Regions from separate parts of the Mus musculus genome. Here region 1 is linked to region 2. The links are chromatin contacts, called in public Hi-C maps. All regions are on one chromosome and are shown on one strand. The core of a region is the stretch at or near the end of the contact, and the rest is flanking DNA. Distances in the headings are between cores, read along the strand shown.

The links. A called contact is a pair of places that touch in the nucleus more often than the background predicts.
Region 1: a contact with region 2 is called in a Hi-C map of the N1E-115 cell line, with 2.0 times the contacts expected there. The contact joins two enhancer-like sites. A contact is called at or near these places in 1 of 39 promoter capture datasets (hippocampal neurons), 9 of 484 Hi-C or Micro-C datasets (the N1E-115 cell line, cerebral cortex, cortical neurons and 5 more) and 2 of 115 datasets of contacts at active chromatin or transcription factors (T-cell acute lymphoblastic leukemia and embryonic stem cells).

The regions. Positions count from the first base shown.
Region 1 is chr7:121,936,572-121,941,840 of GRCm38.p6, forward strand. It overlaps Cog7 (component of oligomeric golgi complex 7), which reads right to left. Exons shown (of 17, transcript NM_001033318.3): 11 at 4,599-4,664; 12 at 383-569. Among named protein-coding and RNA genes, the nearest start is that of Cog7, 42 kb to the right of the region's middle. Within about 2 kb of position 2,835, at least 56 of the 459 cell types and tissues checked have an H3K27ac peak or open chromatin away from gene starts, as enhancers often do. A contact at or near this core is called in the N1E-115 cell line, where this site is marked.
Region 2 is chr7:121,845,388-121,850,606 of GRCm38.p6, forward strand. No RefSeq gene overlaps it. Among named protein-coding and RNA genes, the nearest start is that of Scnn1b, 17 kb to the right of the region's middle. Within about 2 kb of position 3,519, at least 2 of the 459 cell types and tissues checked have an H3K27ac peak or open chromatin away from gene starts, as enhancers often do. A contact at or near this core is called in the N1E-115 cell line, where this site is marked.

The DNA.
Region 1 (5,269 bases), core at 1,585-4,084, 90 kb after region 2:
GTGACTCACTCCACTTGCTGGGAAGTCCTCTTGGCCCTGGACCCAGGGAGCCTAAAACTCAAAGGCAAGGTCAGCTTCAAAGACTAGCCAGGAGGGGAACCCCCACTGCCATAGTGTCATAGACAAGTTTGTCTCTGAGCTGAGATACAGCAAACTTGCTGGACAGTTCTCAAGCCTGGTTTTCATCCATAAAGAGACCGTCCACCCGACTCCTACAGCCTTATCTCAGCGAGTTCCAACCCAGCTTCTTAAAACCTTACATACAGGAGACAGAGGGATGACGGCAGGGCTGCAAACGGAGCCAGAAAACCTGGCACCAGGGGAGAGTGAGTGACAAGTGAAAGCTTTCATTTGTAAGAATGCCGCTGGTCTGGTCTCATACCTTGAGGGTATAAAGTATTTCCATTAAACTGGCATATTCAGCAGGGTTATCTTTCTGGAGGTAATTATATTCCTGCCATGGGTTCTTGGCAGGGCTCTTCTTGTCTGTCAAGATGCTGTCCTGAAAACCTGCCAGGCTCCGAGGGCTGTAGGAGTCAGACAGATACTTCCCCGCTGTGGACAGGATCCTGAAAGGAAAGCGGCGAGCATCATGCCCTGAGCCAGCTGCACTGAGCTCTCTCAGAGTACTCCAATGGCTCTTCCTAAATGTAGGACACCCTCGTGAGGTAGACACAATCCAGGTCTGCTCTGGAAGGAAATGAAGACATCCTCTCTCATTTAGGAATGATCTGGGCCTCGGGTGCACAAAAGAAAGCAGAGTTAACACTGAAAGTCAACTTTAGCTCACTCGTGCCACCAGAAGCCACTGTTGCTATGGCAGATAGCCTGCCCAGGGCAGCAGCACTTAGCTGCTGAGTCTGCCCACTTAGCTGCTGCCATCTGGGACACTGTTCCCGTCCTCACTCGACAGGCGACATGGAGGGGAAGTGTCAAAGGCCTGGGTGAGCCCCTGACGAACTGCAAGTCTTTTTATCCTCAGCACAAACCTTACCCGCACACTGTGCTACAATGCTGCTATTCACTGCCACACCACAAAGTTTATTTTTGTGGCTTGGATGCTACAAGGAGATCTATTGAGAGAGGCTGGCGCGTTTCAGTTTTCAAGAAGGGAAAATGTCTCGGTGAGCTTCTCTCTGATAATCCAGCTGAAGTACTGCTGCGGAGTCGAGTCTGCACCGACAAGGACCGATGCTAGATACACTCTTCTCCCTCAGCCTCCATACTTGAAAGTGTACAGAATTGTGGGAAAAGAGAAGGCTCGGGACAACCCCAATACAGCTAACTCCCCCACCCTCCCTTTCGAATGTTTCTTATGAAACCAATTGCTTTGGACAAGCCAAGTTTTAGATCACATCCATTTATTTAAAAACAAAACAAAACAAAAACCAGGCCCTTGAGCTAAGCAAGGTGGCATATAGCTGAAATCCCAGCAGTCAGGTTAAGGCAGGAGGATTACAAGTTTGAAGCAAGCCTGGACCCTATCTCAAGAAAATGAAACTAAACCAGGCATGGTGATGCACACCTTTAATCTCAGTACCTGGAGACAGACCTTGGTGGATCTCTGAGAGCTAGCTACAGGCCAGCCAGGGATATGCAGCGAGACCCTGTCTCAAAAATAAAAGAGAAAGAGAAGAAACAACCCATAAAGTGTCCCCACAGCTTGCTGGGCAGCACTGCAGATGGGGGCTTCCTCAGAAACCCCTGCACGTTCAAGCTGCTCCCACCTCCGCCAGAGCCTCAAGACAGTTGCTTAAGCCCGCCAGCCATCTGGTTGCTTTTTTGTCTATCTGAGGCCCATCCCTGACTACCTCCCTTAGACTTCACTGCCAGGTCTGGATTGAAGAAGCACTCTGTCTTCTCTCCCCCATCCTTCCTTACTCCACCTCATCCACCTAGCTAACAGAGCCGTCTTTCTAAAAGGCAACCTCAACTCTCCAGGATAAAACTAAAACATGCGAAAGCCTGGTAGCCAGAGCCGATCCCTCACAGCCTCACGTTGTCTCTGCTCATCCACTGCCCACACACACACACACACACACACACACACACATCACAGGCTCACTCTCACTCCATCCTGAGTGTGTCCCCTGGGGGTCCTCAGGCTCCCCTTCCCTCAGAGCACTTGTCCCTTCCCTGCTGGCAACCTCCTGCCTCTGCCTTGCACCTACCACAGGTTCTCTCAAGTCTCCTGCAGATGTGAGGACAGAACAAAGTGGCTTCATCACCCAGCCCCAGCTCCCAGCACAGTGCCTGACACACAAGAGAGTTTAACAGCTGTTTGTGAAGGATCAGAGGCCACACTTGGGGAACCCAGCCTGCCCATGTCAGCTTGCCATAAAGAAAACAAGGCATGCTAGAAACGCTTTCTGTAGCAGAGACGAGTTTAAAGTGTCCAGATAAGCACAATTCTAACTCCAAAGAACTAACGGCATCTGATCTTAGCCTCATCTCCACACAGCATCCCAGTGATGTCCCAGTGATGCCTCAGTGAGATGAAGACTTGACTGCCCAGTACTGTAACAGCCTCTGTGGCTCAGCTGGGGACACCGAAGAGGTACAGTCCCGACTCTCAAGCTCCGAGATTAATGGGAAGGGCTAACACATACCACTGCACCTGAAGCATGCAGCGGGTGTACACTGAGGAGGGAACGGTATAATCTCACCTAGCGCCTCAATTCGTTTCCCTTCAGGACAAGCAATCTCTCTCCTCAGCCGTGGAAGCCTGTCCATTTACAATGAAACCCAACTATCACTTGAAGTATTCTACAGGGACCTTAACAATGCAGGCACACCGAGACTTACAATGGGCTGAGATCCAATAAACCCGCCCACGTGGAGACCATCCTAAAGTCCTTAACCTGGACCTTAGCTTAGCAGTCACAGAGGGAGGGGCTGGTGGGGAACTGTGGGTCAGCTGCCACCGCCACCACCCTGAGTTGTGGGAAAGGATCATGGCCTGAACAAGGCTAGTCTAGAAAAGGCCAAAATTTAAAATATGTTTTCTCCTTAATGTATCAGAGTGCAGCCAAAGCATCACAAAAAGGATCATTGCATATCAGGGATTTTTGTGCCAGTGTTTTATAGGAACATGGAGAACACCAGGAAGGTAAAGAGAAGCCATAGCATCTCACCCAAGTCACTGAGGATAAGAGGTGACACCCAGCTCTGATTTACACAGCCCATAACTCTTTTGCAAAAAGATCTTAAGAGTGACAGCTGATGTCAGTTTTATCCAGAGTGGCTGCTCTGCCTTGCCCAGTGCCTGCCCCTGGGGAGTGGCTCTGCTAGAGTCTGGGTTCTAAGGCGAGACAGATGGGGAGATAAGATAAGCTTTACAGGGTGCCTGCCACACACCAAGCTGTGGCCCAGATGGGAACACAGATGGTGACTGTCCCCAGGCTCAGTGTTTCCAGAATGACATCACCTCTTTCAGAGGCTGTGTGGTCTCTCGATGAAGCAGAGCCAGCCTTTCAGCTTCTCTCCAGGCTGCAAACTGCAACTACAAGCTCATCCCATAGCCGGGCACTCCTCATTTAACTTCCTAACCGGAGCCTTCCTCACCCTTTGGAAGGCAAAAGATTAAGGAAAGTTACTGTCCTGAAGAGGAGAGATGCCTAACAAATATACCTGGAGCAATGTCAGTGTAAGGACACTGTGACAGAGGGAAGCGTAGAAACAACACTCACATTCTAATGGCAACAAAGTTAAAATCAATACACCTCTCAGCTGGGCATGATAGTGTATGATTTTAATCTAACCCTAGCACTTGGGAGGTAGAGGCAAGTGGCTCTCTGTGAGTTCAAGGCTAGCCTGGTCTGTACAGTGAGTTCTAGACCACCCTGGGCCTATAGAACATATTAAGGACCTGTCTAAAACACACACACACACACATACACACACACACACACACACACACACACACACACAAACACACGCACTCACGTGAGCACACACACAGAGTTAAACAACAACCACCCCCCACACCAGGCTTCTTAATTCCTAAAGGATGGATGAATAAGGAAACTGGGAAGCATGGTAGGCAAATGTCTGAATGGTGCAACCTTGGATCACAGGAAAAGCACTGGCAGCGTTAGAGGAGAGGCAGGAGGGGAGAATAGGTTTTTCTTAGAGCAGTCCCCAAAATTCTCCTTTGACTTGCACCCCTTGGCACTCAGAATTTTACCCAGGGCCTGGACTGCAAGGATGCCTGGGTTAATCTCCATCCTCTGGGCTTGTCTTAGGGTCTTAGTCACCACTTGTAACATGCTTTCTATGGGGAAATTTATTTTGAGCCCAATAACTGAGCATAAGCAGAAGCCTAACCCACATATAACTGGGAAACAAGGTGTACTGCTTCCTCATCAGACTGACGCCTCCATATCTAACCAGATTTATGTGACCACTGCCAAGTAGGATAGGCCTTGCCCTTTTAGGTGTTCAGTAAATGTTTAATGATGACAGTAATGACACCTTGTATCTAGGTACAGACAGTCCTCCAGCCCTGTGGCTTCCAGTCTGCCCATACACTGGAGCAAATACCTCCCAGCCAGGAGCCCCAGGGAATGACGGGCAAGGAGAGCAGGGACCCCTCCTACCTGTTTGCCAGCTGCTGCTCAAAGTCCCCACACTGGCGCAAGAGCTCTCCACAGGTGGCTATGATCCTAGACAGGACACAGGGCACTTCAGGCTCAAGCACTACCTGGCATGCTGGCACTTACAGAACAAACACAGTCTCATTCATCAAAATTCCAACTATTTGCTCCTTCTGGTGGCACTGGGTTCTGACGCTGCCTCCCTGAAATGTTTCATGAAATGTAATGAATGTCAGAGGCAAGTGCAGATTCCTCCTGCTGGTGCCCTCCATGAGATTAACACTTCTGCCACGAGCTACAATTCTGCCCAGCACTCTCTCAAGCAGTGTTACAGTTCCCAAATACTGGGTTTTAACTAAGAAAAGTGGCTAGAAGCTCCCGATGTCTAAAGTCTGAAATAGAGATACATTATTCAATAGCTACTAGACAGCTACTATTTGCATAGAAAACTGTCTTCCTGTCACACGTGAAAGGTGGATGTGGACCAACCCATTTGCCTCTGGGATAAGCCTGAGTGATTGGTACATCTGCATTTCATAACTTTTGCATTTTGAAGTAATATGCCAGCTCTCAGACTTTAGTTACTGGCCCTTCAACAGCAGTCCCATTATGCTGGGACAAATCCAAAGATTCAAAACATCTCAAGTCTAGTTAACTTTTAACTCTCTCTGAAA
Region 2 (5,219 bases), core at 2,269-4,768:
TAGGGCTTCTTCCCAAGCATGCAACAGGCTCTGGGTATGATCATGGGCACCGCAGAAAAATCAGTGAAGGCTGATGGTAACAGACTAATGCCGTTCCCTGTTTCGTCAAACATGCATGTTACTAGAAGACATGAACATGAGGGCAGTTTGACAAAGGCAGGCAAACTCTTTTTCCTGTCTGTTGGAATGTCTTAAGAGATTGTGTTTTGTTCTATTTAAGATTAATTGTTTTTACTTTTATTGCTCCTCTCTCTCTCTCTCTCTCTCTCTCTCGTGTGTGTGTGTGTGTGTGTGTGTGTGTGTGTGTGTGTGTGTGCACATGTGTGTGTTTACATGGGAGTGCAGGTGTCCATGGAGTCTAGGGTGGATCCCTTGAAGCTGGGATGTTGTGAACAGGCGGTTGTGAGCATCCTTATGTGAGTGCTGGGAACTCAAACTATGCAAAAGCAGTCAGGACTCCCAAGCACTGAGAGAGCTCTCTGAATCTGTGTTTAAAGATTAGTGAGTAGTCACGATGATATTCAAGAGATCAAGAATAAACTTGTCACCGGTGTTAGCAGCCTTTGCATCCAGTCCTCACTCTGAGCATAGCAGTAATTAAATGGAAGGAATCTATTCTACCCTGGTCAATGAAGGGAAAGGCTCTCTGCTAAACGATTACCTATCAAGTTGGAGGAAGGTGAGTGTTCAGATTTTGCAACCAGGAATAAAACAACTGAGTCAGACAAGGATCACAGATGGCAGCAGAGCCACGAGGTGAAAGGTTCAGGAAGGCTCGCGGGTGCAGTCACCACTGCCAAATTGTTGGCTCCCAGAAGACTGACTGGTTATAAGAAAAGCAATGGCCTGACAACGGAGAGTTCAGGTTGTCACCACACAAACCCACAGATCAATCTCAGCTGCCTGGTGAAACAATCAGTCACTCTACCCTGGTGTAGGATGCAGCTCACAGTGCTCCCGAGAAAGAACTATCACCAGCAGCGTTTCGTTTGATGTGATCAAACCATGGAATGAGTCTCACTTATAGGAAGCACAGATAAGAGGCCAGAGCCACCAACCAAAGAGCAGATCGGCACACATGTAGCAGGTGTGCAGCTCAGTCTTCATGTGGTCCCCTAACAACTAGACCAGGGCTGTATGTAAAGCTGTTGCCTGTCTGTGGAATCTGTTCCCCTAACTGGGCTGCCTCGTCTGGCCTCAGTGGGAAAGGATACACCTAACCCTGCAGAGACTTGATGCACCAGAGTGGAGAGATACCCAGGGTGGGTGGCCCACCATCTCAGAGGAGAAGGGGAGGGAGAGAGACTGTATGAGGGGGAATAGGAGGAGAAGCAACGATCAGAATATAGACTGAATGGATGGATGGATGGATGGATGGATGGATGGGTGGATGGATGGAAAAAGAAATAGACCCCAGCAAGAGAATAAAAAAAATGTCTATTCTACCAACAAAACAATGTCCCTGGTGGCTGTAACAAGTCAATGACCTGGGAGCTTTCAGACCTCTCCAAGTGTAACCATACACAGATAACCAATTTATCAAGAAACCAACAACCCTTAAAGACATTTTAGGAGCTGTTGAAAAAAATGTGAATATGGAGGGATTAGACATTAATAAAGATTTGAGGTTCTGCATGCTAGGGATTACAGTGGTACAGTAACTGAATAAAGTGTCTCTCTTGGCTAAAGATACACTGTTGACTATAAGTACTATGAAATAATTGAGCCAAAGCCAAAGTAGATGAAGCCAGTATAGCAAAGTGCCCCAGTGGTTTCCGAGGAGTGGTGGGGAGGCACTGTGACCGTTAACTTCCACTGACAACATGGCGGGATTTGGAAGCCCCTAGGACATGCACCTCTGACTGTGTTTTCAGAGAGTTTCACTGTGGTAGAAAGGCACACCTTGAATGTGGGCACGGGCTAGGGTCCCAGACTGAGTAAAAAGGGGAACAGAGGAGGCAAGCTGAATACCGCATCCATCTCTCTGCTTCCCAGCTTCGGGTGCAATGTGATCAGCCACCTCATGTTCCTGCCGCAATGCCTCATCCGCTGTGATGTGCTGCATCCTCAACCCAAAAAAGCAAAATAAATCCTTCCTTTAAGTTGCTTTTATCAGATCCTAGAAACAAGAAGATAGAGGTGCTAACAACATACGTATCAGTAAGATAATTCACTCTGCTTTTTGGTATCTTTGAAATTATCCACAAGAAAGAATAAATATTGTATAGGCAAAAAAAAATGCTTGTATAGGCAAACAAGCATTTACCCATTGTAAGCCTATTTTACAGCTCCCTACTGTAGAGTAGGCGCTGAGCTGAGTGCTGGTTCATAAAAACTGATGATGGAGCCGGGGAAGTGGCTCGTGCTTGCGATACAAGAATGAGGACCATGTTTAAAAGCCCAGCGTGAGAGTGTGAGAGACTCTGGAACACTCGGTCCTAAATGGGGTAGTCTTCACCAAACATCTTCCCTCCAGGCTCAGGGATCCACGTGGAAGAAAAGGCAGAAAGATTGTAAAAACCACACTGATAGTGGAAATTAGACACAGGCTCCCACTCCTAAACTGAGAAGCTGTCTATAGTTAATACCCAATGCGAAAGAGAAGTCAGTTTCTCTAATGGCGTATTGCTGGGTACATCAGTCACACTGCACAGCAGGCCCCGTCCCTAGGAGTCCAAGTCAGTTCCCAATACAAAGCGAACTCCAGGGGTTTGTGGTGTTTGTCTTGGTTTTGTGGAGGTTTTGTTTTCTTTTCTTTGGGATCATTTTTTCCTTATTGGTCTTTTGTGTGCTTTGATTGTCATTTTTGTGTGGATTTTGTATGTGTGTTTCTTGGGGTTTGTTTGTTTGGTGTGTGTGTGTATGAGAGACAGAGAGAGAGAGAGAACACAGTTGGGTAGAAAGGGAAGGGAGGGTAATCTGGGAGGAGCTATAGAGGGAACACACTGAAAAATATATTATTTGAGCTGGGAATGGTGGCATGACCCTTTAATCCCAGCACTAGGAGGCAGAGGCAGGGATCTCTCCATGAGTTCAAGCCCAGCCCAATCTACATAGTGAGCTCCAGGCTAGCTAGGACTACAAATTGAGAACCTGACTAAAATTCTCTCTCTACACCCATACATAGAAAATAATAGGCCATGCCGCGAGTGCTGGCAGGGAGTGACACCCAGAGACCTGCCCTCCTCACCCACATGGGGGGAGGGGTCTGTAGACACTTAGAGGTCCACTTGCCACCATGCCCCGTAGCTTCGGTGAGGGAAAGACACCCGGAGGCCCCACGGCTGAGGATCACCTGCAGCAGGAGCCACTACAGTGTGCAAGTATGTGGTGGACAAATAAGCCAGCCCTGAGGGAGTGAATATGGGAGTGCTGGCTCCACCTCTCCTCTGCCATGAGGTGGCACATGCTGAGGTGATGCCCCCTCCCCCTCCCCCTCCCCCTCCCCACCTGCCGCATTGGGAGAGTTCACCCCAGGGTCATGAGATGGAGAGAACTGGCCCACCCCTTCCCTGGCTGCAGCACTTGGGAGAGTGGGCCCTGGCACTTCGGCTGGGCAGCACAGTGAGGCTGGGTCTGGAGGCATGGGAGCAGGCGAGCTGGCCCCAAAGGCATGGGAACAGGAGAGCTGACCCTACCTTCTGCATTGTGTGGCCTAGCCAGAGCAGTGCTGGAGAGCTCACCCTGGCAGGCTGACCGGCTCATCTATCACCCAGGCCCAGATCCAGCGCCTTGAGTTAGCCCACCCCCAACATCCACATCATTTGTGAACTGTTGGAACAATTCTGCAGCAGGCTGATCCTGCCGATCCACAGGGCAACAACAGGATAACCTGAAGGAGTCCCAGTGAATCTAATATTGATGGTGTGACAGAAGCCAGAGACCTCGAACCAGCCCAATGACTCATTACAATGAACATTTGCAAGTGAAGATGCGTGGTCCACACTGTGACATACTACAGTTCCCATGATGAGATATTGTTCTATGCCATGTGTGTGTGTCTCTGTGTGTGTGTGTCTCTCTCTCTCTGTGTGTGTGTGTGTGTGTGTGTGTGTGTGTGTGTGTCTGTGTCTGTGTCTGTGTCTGTGTGTGTGTGTTTTGGAAGGGGGATGTTGCAAGAATGAAGGACAGGGGCTGGTGAGATGGCTCAGTGGGTAAGAGCACCCGACTGCTCTTCTGAAGGTCTGGAGTTCAAATCCCAGCAACCACATGGTGGCTCACAACTATCTCACAACCATCCGTAACGTGATCTGACTCCCTCTTCTGGAGTGTCTGAAGACAGCTACAGTGTACTTACATATAATAAATAAATAAATCTTAAAAAAAAAAAAAAGAATGAAGGACAGATGTGAGGGGACAGGGAGATGAGTGGAACCAGGGTGCATAATGTGAAACAAAGAATCAATAGGAAGTTTAAAAGACATTTTTTAAGATTTTTTTTAAGCCAGGAACATCAGCATGTTCATAACCCTAGCACTTAGGAGGAGACAGGAAGATCCCCAGAACTTGCTAGCCAGCCAGTCTAGTCGATCAGTGAGTGCTGCAAAATAAGATGGAAGGTCATAAAAGAGGAAACCTGACCTCAGCCCCTGGCTCCAGACACATGCTCACACACCGGTACCACAAGTACACCACACACACACACACACACACACACGCACACGCACACGCACACGCACACGCACACGCACACGCACACGCACACGCACATGCATACACACACGTACATGTGCAAAAAAGGTCCTGAACTTAGTGTAAATGTTCAGTTGCATCTAGACACCTCATCTGATTCAGGTGGACATCTTGCTTGAGGATTTTGGTTGGGGAGTTTTGCTTAAGATTGTGGTTTTCTTTCTGCCAAGGATACCCTCAGAGGCTGCGAGCACCGTTTCTGCTTGCTCTTTGCAACAAATCACCAGAGCTGATCATCGCCCAGGTCCATCAAGTCATTGGTGGTTGCACAGGATTGAGATGTGAGGTTTGTCTTCTTGTACTGGCTGAGCTATATGCACGAATGAAAACTTCCCCCAGATCTGTGCTATAGTTTCCCTGAGTCCCACGACACAGACATGTGGCTCTGTCCCTTTGTTTACAAGTTGGGTCCCTCTGAGTTTAGCCCTGTATTTTGTCTATCACCTACCAAGGCATAACAAAGAATCATATTTAGTGGCTCAAATGAGTGTGTGTTGCATGATGGGTTTTATGGGTCTTGAATCCAG